Linked DNA regions of Anser cygnoides: region 1 is linked to region 2. Evidence: chromatin contacts called from public Hi-C data. All regions are on one chromosome and are shown on one strand. The core of a region is the stretch at or near the end of the contact, and the rest is flanking DNA. Distances in the headings are between cores, read along the strand shown.

The links. A called contact is a pair of places that touch in the nucleus more often than the background predicts.
Region 1: a contact with region 2 is called in a Hi-C map of liver, with 14 times the contacts expected there. The contact joins the promoter of NPM1 here to the promoter of HSPA9 in region 2. A contact is called at or near these places in 2 of 7 Hi-C or Micro-C datasets (both in liver).

What each region holds. Positions count from the first base shown.
Region 1 is chr14:14,160,739-14,165,877 of Taihu_goose_T2T_genome, reverse strand. NPM1 (nucleophosmin 1) reads left to right here and starts at 3,700. Exons shown (of 11, transcript XM_048064752.2): 1 at 3,700-3,857; 2 at 4,411-4,490. The coding sequence starts at 3,794. LOC106034312 (a long non-coding RNA gene) reads left to right here. Exons shown (of 4, transcript XR_007163634.2): 4 at 1-658.
Region 2 is chr14:13,591,625-13,596,541 of Taihu_goose_T2T_genome, reverse strand. HSPA9 (heat shock protein family A (Hsp70) member 9) reads right to left here and starts at 2,412. Exons shown (of 17, transcript XM_067005547.1): 1 at 2,253-2,412; 2 at 906-964. The coding sequence starts at 2,339. LOC106034341 (a long non-coding RNA gene) reads left to right here and starts at 4,037. Exons shown (of 3, transcript XR_001205941.3): 1 at 4,037-4,352.

The DNA of each region.
Region 1 (5,139 bases), core at 2,451-4,950, 570 kb before region 2:
ACTGCTGCTGCAGTGCTGGAACATGTCCTGCTGCCAGGTATTGCTTGCGCTCCCCCTGTGCCACCCGGTCTGATTACTGCAGTTACTCCGGGTTCACTGGAACCACAGGGATTTTCAGGTTTGAAAGCCAAACCTTTTGATGTCAAGGAGGGGTAAGTGTTTCGATGCCTTTTAAGAATTTCCTTTGGAGTTCTCTGGGCTAGGAATTATTGACCGCTGAAAGGAGGAGGAGCTCTGTGGAGGGTTTATGTGTCAGCAAGGGAGCTGACGGTTGTATCATCATGGCAGAGTGTAAATTAAGATTGCATAGAAAACTTTTATCATGTCTGTAGCTTCTGATTGCTTGAATGCAACCGTGCTATGGCTTTAACAATGTTTAAAATGCAATTTCCTAAGTTTTGTAAAAGCTTACTAAAAAGAGAATTCCATTAAGGGAAACCATGTTGACTCCGATTTCTTCCTCAGTTCTCCCTGTGCAGCTATTTCTAAATCACTTGTAAGCTTTTTCAGCTATGTGAGTATTAGATGGCGTAGAGTTGAGCAGAGTAAAATGATCGATATTGTAATGGACTTCTCATCCTAGTACATGGCAGAAATAATAAATGTCATGATATATGACAGCCCTTCTAAAGCCCGGTGGAGCCAAACGAGATGCAGTAAGCATATATCTCCTACTTGCTACCCGTGTTTTGCTTCTCTGTGTCTGTCCTTTGTTTCCTCCCACATTTATTTCCTCGGTAATGGAAGACTGTAATTGAATTAAAAGCGACTCTGTACGAAGAGGAACATGCTGTGGCTGCACCGCTTCCCTTCGGCAGGACTGGGTGGACTTCTGCAAGCACAGCCTGTGTTGTGAGCTGCTGAGTGCTGCATGGAGCAAGTTGTGGAGTGGTTTTGACAAGCAGCCAGGTACTCGCATTGGCTTTACATCAGGTAAGTGTTCGTGCAAACAGCTGCAGCCTCTTTCACTATGACCACGTAGAATTCCCCTTCCCACTCCAGTCTGCTTGTCATTAGGGTTGTGCCAAAACTTCATTTTAGATTTTGATACTAGTTCCTATTTTTGAGCCAAATCAAACAAATGTCTTATCTGTATCTGTACAGCTCCCCTTGGCTGAAATGCCTGATCAATTAGCGATGCCTTTGTTCTGCCAGTGACGCTGGCCACCATACTCAATGGGTTTTCCTTCCTCTGCTGCTTCACAGATCCCTGTGCCCATCTTCCCTGTCCTGCACTGCCAAGCTGCCACTCTTTACCTACATTTTAAAGGTCACCCTTCAAAGGAATTGCTTCTTAAAGATCATGAGAAATGAACAAAGCCAGAAGTTAGAAAATGAAACACTTCTCTGGTGTCCTAGGGAGATTTTGAGTGCAGTAAATTGGAAAGGATGTTCATGCTGCTTGTGTGATCACTCTGCCCTTACACCAAGAAGTGACTGCAGATGAATTTCAGACATGCTTAGCAGAGGGCTCAAAGTACTGTTACATGTGTGTAAGACTGGCTGGGGAGGACAGGAGACTTTTTTTCCCTGCCTCCCCTGGTTCCTGCCCACCCAAAAAATGTGAACTCATCCTTAGACACCAGAGGAACCACACAGAATAATTTTCAGTACTCTGATGATGAAGGAAGTTTGTGGGGGAGCTGCCACCTTGTCAGACACAAGCTATGGACACCCACTCGAAGGAAGCCAGCCTTCCTCAGCTCAGCTGGTCGCAGGCTGCTTGTTTCCTCTCTGATACTTGAGTCTCCTAAGATTGAAGTTTTTCTGCACAGTTATGAGGGCTAGAAGTTCTCTTTGTTCTGAGTTCACTTCCTGGCTTTAATCTCAGGTTGCTGATAATCGAAGCTTTACCCGAAAAATTGTTACTCAGAGGAAAAGGAGTGGCACCACGGCATCTTTGGTGTGGCAGTTCTGTCTGCAAAATCATGAAGAAGACTACTGTGGTCTAGCACCGGGGCAGGAGCTTAGGAGACGTAGAAAAGCCTGTACTGTCCTTGAAAACTTCCTCCATCTCCTGACAACTTCTGGTCCTTCCAGAGCAATCAGGCTTTGTTACCAGTTTAAAGAAACTACACACTCCTCTCAGTTTTTGTTTGGCATCTATCTGCCAATGGACAATTAATGAAATGATAAGGTTAGACACTACTCTTGTCTTACATTTACTTGGAGCAAAGCATATGCTTTGAAACACCCATCTTTATTCTTTTTCTCTTGAAGTTAATGTCTTTTATCAAGCTCTTAGATTTAGCATTATAATGGAAAACAGATGCAGATCTTCTTACATGCAGACCTACTAGTTAATTTTTATTTGTACCAGATTTGTGGTATTTTAGGTAGTTCTGCATTTCCAGGTTCACAGAATGAGCTATTACATACTCAGGATCCCTTATGTTCTCTTAATTGTGACCTCCAGTTTCCTTATGGGCATTCATGGTTTGTCACATCCAGAGGCAAAAACTGTTCTGCATAGAAAATGTGACTGTAGGGTATGAATGAGCAGTGTTAGGAAACAAAGGCACAGCAGGTGGGAAAATACTGCTTCTAACAAAGAATGTGTGAAGGGAAGTACAGAATATGGGCTGAAGCAAAATGCAGTGCCCCGTACCCACTGTAACAGCACAAGTCTCCATGCCCCTCAATGTTCCCAGCACAAGCCCAGCATCTGGCTTAATGTCTTTGCCCCGATGCAGTTACTTTTTTTCCTGACATGAACGTATTTTCCAGAGAGCTGATTGTGGTCCCTAACCCGCAGTGCCCCCATATGTGTCCACTGGAGTAACAGAGCTGGTGCGCAGCACACAGTGCTTACAGAGCTTCCACAGGAGCTGAGACCAGGTTCAAAATGAAGAAGTGCAAAACTCCTCTTTTTTGACGTGACATCCATCAAGGTGTTATGTCTGTACAAGGGTGCAAGTCCCCCACCCTCACTCACATAGCAAGCCACACTATTTATTCCTCTACCTTGTTTTCACACACAAGTCAATTTTACTATTATTGTATTTGAGTCAGCCTGTGGCAATCCACCTGACAAAACCTCAGCAGACAATCTGCTTTAATGTTAACAGGATTGTAGGGGGATGTATCCTGGTAAACCCAGGGCTCAAGGAACCTCATCTTTGGAAAACTAATTGAGTTTTGCACTAAAATATGAGACTTCACTCTAGAAAATAAGCTAAACATATTGTAAAACTGCATTTACTCTTTTTGAAAGAGGGGGTGAGCTCTGTGGGGGAGCAAGGTGAATGGTGCATTTTGGTGGGTTAGACTCAGTTTGCCACTGTGTCACTTGTTTTTCTCATTTTGGTAATAGAATTAAATTTCCTACTCTATGAATGTGAATACAGATATTATGGATGTGAATTACACATTTCAAATTAATGGAGGGGCTTGTGCTCTGAGGCTGTATGTTCAGAGTTTGAGAGGGGGGTGCTCAGGTAAGGTGTATTTATCTTTATTAGCTTTAAACCATCTAGTTTGCAGCGCCGAAGCCTCCCCACCGTCCGCATCAGCCCCTGTTCGATGACCGCCAGACCCCCTCAGCGCCTCCTCCATTTTGAGGCCGCCCCACGGCCACGCTCGCGACCCCCCCCCCCCAACACCGTTAGGCCGGGGATCGAGAGTGCGCACGCGCGGTATCGCCCGGCGGGGGCGTGGCCGCGGCGCGGCTCTCGCGAGATCTCGCGAGCTATATCTGGGAGGGGGGCGGGCGCGCGGCTTCCTTTAGTGCGCGTCTGCCCGCCGCGCCGCACGCATCGCTCCGCTCCGCTCCCCCCGCCTGCAGGCCGACAAGATGGAGGACAGCGCCATGGACATGGAGAGCATGGGCCCGCTGCGCCCCCAGACTTTTCTCTTCGGTAACGGCTGCCCGCCGGGATCCGGCCCTCCGCCGCCGGGCTCCTCCGCTCGTCCGGGCCGCGCGGGGCCTGCTGCGGGCCGCGGCCTGGGGGCGCCTCAGTGTGGGGGAGGAGAGTGAGGGAGGGGAGAGCTGGGAGAGGAGGGGGGGGAAGTAAGGGGAGGGAGGGGGCGCGTGGCGCTGTTCCCGCCACTCGCGCGCGCTCGCCACCGCCGCGCGCACCCCACGTGGCGGGCACGTGGCGGCTTTGTTCCGCGCCCGGCCCGGCCCGGCCCGGCCGCGCGTGGGGAGCACATGGGGGGGGGGCAAGGCTCTGCGCTGCTCTGCCCCGGGGGGGATCGGGGCTGCCGCGGGGCGCTCCCGGGGTCGGGTCGGTGCTCGGCGCCAGGCCGCGGCCTTCGCCGCCGCACGTGGTGGGGGTGGGGGGGGCGGTCCGTGGAGAGGGGGAGCCTTGGAGCGGCGGGATGCGGGGTAATGGGCGGCGGGTACCTGCCCGTGAATAGCACACCGTGCTCATATCGCACCGTGCTCATCGCTCGGTGGTTTCTTCGCAGGTTGCGAGCTTAAAGCAGATAAGGAGTACAAGTTCAAAGTAGATGATGAAGAAAACGAGCATCAGCTGTCTTTGAGAACGGCAAGTACTATGTGTTCTTTAAGCTAAAGTACTGGTGGGTGATCTTGTGAGAAGTGCGTTTAACATATAAATTCGTTCCCTTTTGTGATAAGCGTAACAAAAACGTCCACTGATATTGTATGCTTTATAGTAAGTGATATAAGGCTGATAAAGCTTAAAAATTAATTCACAGTAGGTTAGTTTGCTGAAAAGCATTAAAGGCTGGAGTATACACACTGACAAATCTAAGGTAGTAGTTCAGATGCTGCAGGAGCACAAGGGGAGAATTATTTTAATCATAGGTGGACATTCTTCAGTAGACTATGGAAACTTTATTTTGAAAAGCTTTTCTGTACGTTTCCAAGATAAAACTCTAGTGCTTTTTTTCCTTCCTGCAAACAGCAAATAATGTGTCCTTAAATCTTTTACTGCCCCAGCAAGCAAGACACAGCATGTCAAGGCCTTTGCCCTAGGCTGAGCATGTTTTGTTATGGTTAGTGTAAGCACAAGATGCCACGACTTAACAGGCAGGGAGTTTGAGTTGTAGTGTTTCTGTGCTTTATCGTTTATTTAAGCACAAAGATATATCCTGATGCCAGAAGAGCTTTAGAATTGGGAATTGCTTCCTGTGGGAGACTTGGGTGCTAGCCTTGTCCAAGGCACAACTTAA
Region 2 (4,917 bases), core at 1,163-3,662:
TCACTGCTTAGCATGAAGTGAACAATGCACAGAGACAACAAAACTAGCTAAGCCCATGCAGGGTCCTCTGAGGCAGAGTGAAAGAACCATCTGTTTGCTCCTGAAGGGCAGGAAGTTAATTCTGAAAAACAGGAGTGGTTCTGACATGAGGGAAACTTAAACCTCTTCTTTCTTTCTAGGAAGCGTGTTACCTCTTTCAAGGCTAGTGAGAACTCCCGAACCGTAGTTCTGCTTTCTAGACAAAGCCACGTTCTGGAATAGAGCAGCACCCTGAAGCCAGAGCAGGGCCCTGTTTATGACCAGGGCATCGCCTCCCACTCCCCAGGGTGCTCGGCCGCTCTAACTCCGGTTCACCCAGCCTCAGGCAGCGATCTCGAAAATGAGCAACCGCTCCGTGTCTTTGTACCGACCAGAGCCGGGCCGTTTCCCTAACACAGGCATATTTCCTGCCCCGTGTCCCCAGCCACCACTGCCCACAGAACATCTGACTAAGTTATACAACTGCTGTCCTTTCCTCATCATCCCGTAACATGACAAACAAGTGATTGAAACGCACAAGCTCTTTGAAATAAGCTTTATCTGCACTGAAACAGAGCCACTTGTCACCCTGGTTTCACACCAGCGTAAAACAAGTTTTCCATCCTTTCCCTCTCCAATCAAACAAATCTCAAGAATTTTGTGGATGCTGCTGATGGTGGAGAGTGGGGGGAAGAACAATCCTAAAAGTTCCCCTGAAATAAAAAAAATAAATTACAGGGATAAAGACACAGCCTTGGGAAAGTGACAGGCATAGGTTCTAGCTCTGCTCTTTTTCACCATCTCCCACTCCCATAATCAGTTCTGGAGTCACAAGGTTCGAAATAAACATCAAACATCCAGACCTGAAAAAGCAAGGCAATACTCACGCATATTTTCTGCTGGATGCCGCTCTGAGAACGTTCTGACTGAGGCCATTCCAGAACGTCTATAAAATAAAGAGGTTCTCATGAAGGTTGAGTTTGAACAGGAAGCGATCTTCAGCCCAAGACTTTCAGAGGAAGACAATTTCTGAAGTAACACAGCCCTACAACACTGTATTTTTTTAAAAAATCTTGAGGACAAACTAAGCAAGAATTTAAGGAAGTTTCCGTTTGTCACAAAAAAAACTACTACTATCCCCATAATACCAATATTTATTACCTGAACTGAGCAATTTCACTCAAAGCAGTCTATGCATACGCTACCAGTTAAGCAGACAAAAATTAGTTCACTAATTTAGCTCTGAACCTTCAGCCCACGACGAGGATCAGCAGATAAACATTAACCCAGTTCCTGAAGGCTTGTGTGCGGTCAGCCTCAGATGTTCTGCTTGAAAAATCTGCGCTCAAGGTTTTGGGACAACTCTTATGGTTTTTTTGCACAAGCTGCGTCTCTGCACGCACACGTCAGCATCTCAGAGAGCTCCGACAGTGTCGTGCATTTCTCTCCTCGTGTTTTTAGCAAAGCATCTCGTTACAAACAAAAGCGCCCCAACACACGAGTGTTCTGGGGATCCTTCGGGACTCGTGGCCTTGCCCCTGCCAGACGCAGGCAATGGTGCGACAGCTGGGGCAGGCCGGCCCCAGCACCAAGAGCTGCCGGACCGGGAGGCCCCATCCCCTAAACTCATTTTCGTCCCCTGCCGTTGCCAGCCCGACCTCCGCGACCATTTTGTCCCGGGGCAGCGGGGAATTGAGCAACCCTGCCCTGGGCTTCCCTGCAAACGGAACCAGCGCCAGCGGAGTGCCCAATGCTAACGGGGCGCGTCTTGCGACCCCTGCCTGCCGCCCCCACACGGCCTGGGCCTGCCTCCATCGCGGCCGGCACGGCACCAGCAGCCCCCTGCAGTCCCCTTCGGCCTGCCCCAGCCCCTCTGCGGGGGCCCCCCAGCCCCCCTCCGCCCCCACTTAGGCCCCTCACCCCCCCAGCTCCTCTCAGCTCCCCCTAGCCCCCCTCAGCCCAGCCCAGGCCCCCCAACCTCCCTCAGACCCCCCAGATCCCCCCCTGTGCCCCTTCACCCCCCAGCTCCTCCCAGCTTCCCCCCCCAAAGCCTCCCGCCCTCCGTCAGGCCCCTTCAGGCCCCCCCAGACCCCTAAACCCCCCTTTGAGCTCCTCCTCAAGCCCCCCTCACGCCCCCCAGCCCCCCACCTCCCTCAGGCCCCTCCGCCCCCCCCTTCAGCTCCCCTTCAGCTCCCCCCCAGCCCCCTCACGGCCCCCTCCCCGCCCCCCCGCACCTGCGCGAGCCCCGGGGGCGCTGTGGCGGGCCCGCCGCGGGGCAGCAGCAGAGGCAGGCGGGCGGCGGCGCGGCGGGCGCTGAGCATGGCGGCGGGGGGCAGTGGGGCCGGGCCGGGCTCTTCTGGAAGCCTCCACCCACGTGGGCCTCGCGGGGGGGGCTTCGCGCCGCAAGGACCCCCCTCCGCGGGCTGTCCCTGCGATCGCCTGTTCCTCCCGTTGGCTTTTCGTAAAGCGCTCCGGTTCTCGCGCCCTCCCCGCGGCTGCGCGCCGGCACCAAGGGGCTTGCACGGAGGCGGCGGCTCGCCCCGCGGGCACCGAGCCGAGGCGCGGGCCCTCGGGTTGCGCTCCCGGTGCCGGCACAGCCGCGGGCAGCCGGGGGCCTGCGGGCGGCCGCGCACTCAAGGTCGGGCAGGAGAAAGCGCGGGGCGATTGCAGCCGCCTTGCGTCAGGGGGAGGGCGCATGCGCAGAGCGCCGGGAGGCGCCGCGAGGGGGCGGGGGCGGGCGGGGCTGCGCCGGGGGCGGGCGCGCATGCGCGGTGTGCGCCGGGCGGGGGTGAGGGGACGGGGCTGAGGGGCCGGGCGGGCCGGGCTCCCCCGCCCTGCGTGGCAGCGGGGCCGTCCCCTGTGCTGCTGCCTCCTGCCCCCCGCAGCTCCCTGCCCGTCCTGCCCTCTGCTGTTCGTCGAGCCGCCGCGGTGCTCTCTGCTCCCCCTCCGGGCCCCCGCGAGGCACCGCCACCAGCCGTTCCGCCGCCGCCCAGCACGCTGCTCCCCTCCGGGCGGGGTCCTCACGCCGCCCCTCAGCCACCCTAGTTTACCCTGCTCGTACCCATCGCTTCCCGCTCCTGGTGCGACCTGCGGGACACAAAGCTCCCAGCCGGCACAATCCCGGGGCGGCGCCTTGCCTCAAGAAAGCAGTTCTTTATTCTGGAAACAACACAGATCGCTCCACCGATACGCGCTCACTGTTTCTTGTGTTAGCTCATAAATACAAAGTATTTTGTACTTGCGAAGTCCTCTCCTTCGTAAACTGCAACGCTCCGGGCCTGGCGCAGCCGCGTGCACTCACAGCTTGCCTTGTGCCGGCCGAGCGCAGGGCGGGGGCACAGGGACCCTCCGCCTGGAGCAGCCAGGCCAGGTGCAGCCTGCAATTTGTGCGCACAATTACGACAATTTCGTTTTGAAGTCAGACCCGTGAGAGGCGTGAAACAAACGGGTAACGGTTGGAGGAGAAAAAATCCCGATTTGGGCTTCGACAGAATTCACTCCTTCTCTGCTGCCTTGGCAATAAGACAGCGAGGGGAAAAAAATAAAAAAAAGCCGTTCACGTTCCTGGCTCCCTCCTTTCCAGTAGCACCAACATATATCTCGAGGAGCTCCAGTGCAGGTTTTTACTGCAGAAAATAAACAGTGAATTGTGTCCCCCACGCCAAGCAGCAGAACAAGGACGAACCCAGGCAGCCTCCAGCCTCATCCCCTCGCCTGCCTCGCCCAGCCCGACCTCCCCACTGCCCCCCAACCCCTTTGTTCCCAAGGAGGATATTTCTGAGACCTCCATCTCAGGGAGTTCCCCCAGCCCTGCTCACCTGGGGGCAGGAGCTCTCCTCCCTGGCACCCCGATGGGGACGGCCCCATTGCAGCCCCCTCCTGGCAGCAAACCCCCAGGTGCCTCCATCCCAGGAAACCCCGAGGCACCGCTGCCAGCCGGGCTGTCCCTAGAGCTGGTGCTCTCCGAACAGGCGGTGGAGATGCTTTCCTTAACAGGAGTTTATAAAGGGCCGGAGGAGCCGCTGGGGAGAAGTCCCCACCCTGACATCGAGGGCGAGGGACAGCGAGCTGGGAGAGTGCCACAGCCCCGCTGCAGCAGCGCCCGGCAGCTTGCCACCACTCCAGCCTCGTCACAGCCACGCTGCCTGCGGGCTTTGTAACCCTCAGGGCTCGGTGCCAGCCCCACAGCCACCTGCTTGCCAGTGCTGGCAGGCTGCGGGGCCACACGGAGGCCTGCGTGGCAGGAGGGCTCCCTGCCCCTTTGCGTTTCGCCGGGCTGCCTTGTCCAGCTCAGCTCCCCAGCCAGTTCCCTGCACGGACAGCGGCAGCACAGGGTGAGCAGAAGCAACCCAGCTGGGCATGGGGGCAGCTTAAATTGTTTTAAGTAGCCTTGCACCAATTATGAACCCAAAGCACATGTGTTTCCCCTCCCAGAGAAGCCAGAGCCCTCGGGTGTAATTAGCAACACACAGCACGGCTCCGGGGCCGGCCTTCCTCAGTCACATCCCTTCGTTCAAAAGGAGTTGGAGCCAGCGGGGACGCAGGGGCTGGCTTAAATGTATCTGCATGAGGCGGCCCCGCTGTGTTGCAGGGGACAGGGGGGACATGCCATGGGCAGGAGTCCAGGGGCCTGGGGACAGCACTGCCACCCCTGCCTGGGGCACAGGAGCCCTGCTGGAGGCGTCCCCCCACGCTGGGGTGGTGACAGGGACACAAACCCCATTCACTCAAGCTCACGGTAGATCAGGAGTGCGCTCCTCGCACCCTGTTACTCATTCCCAGCCCCTCAGCCCGGCTCGTTTCCAAGTCTTTCCAATGCTCCCCACCCCAGATGAGAGAACCCAGCCGTATGCTCGGCTCGTGTATTTTCTGCTTCGGTCCTCGCCCGGGGACGTGGCT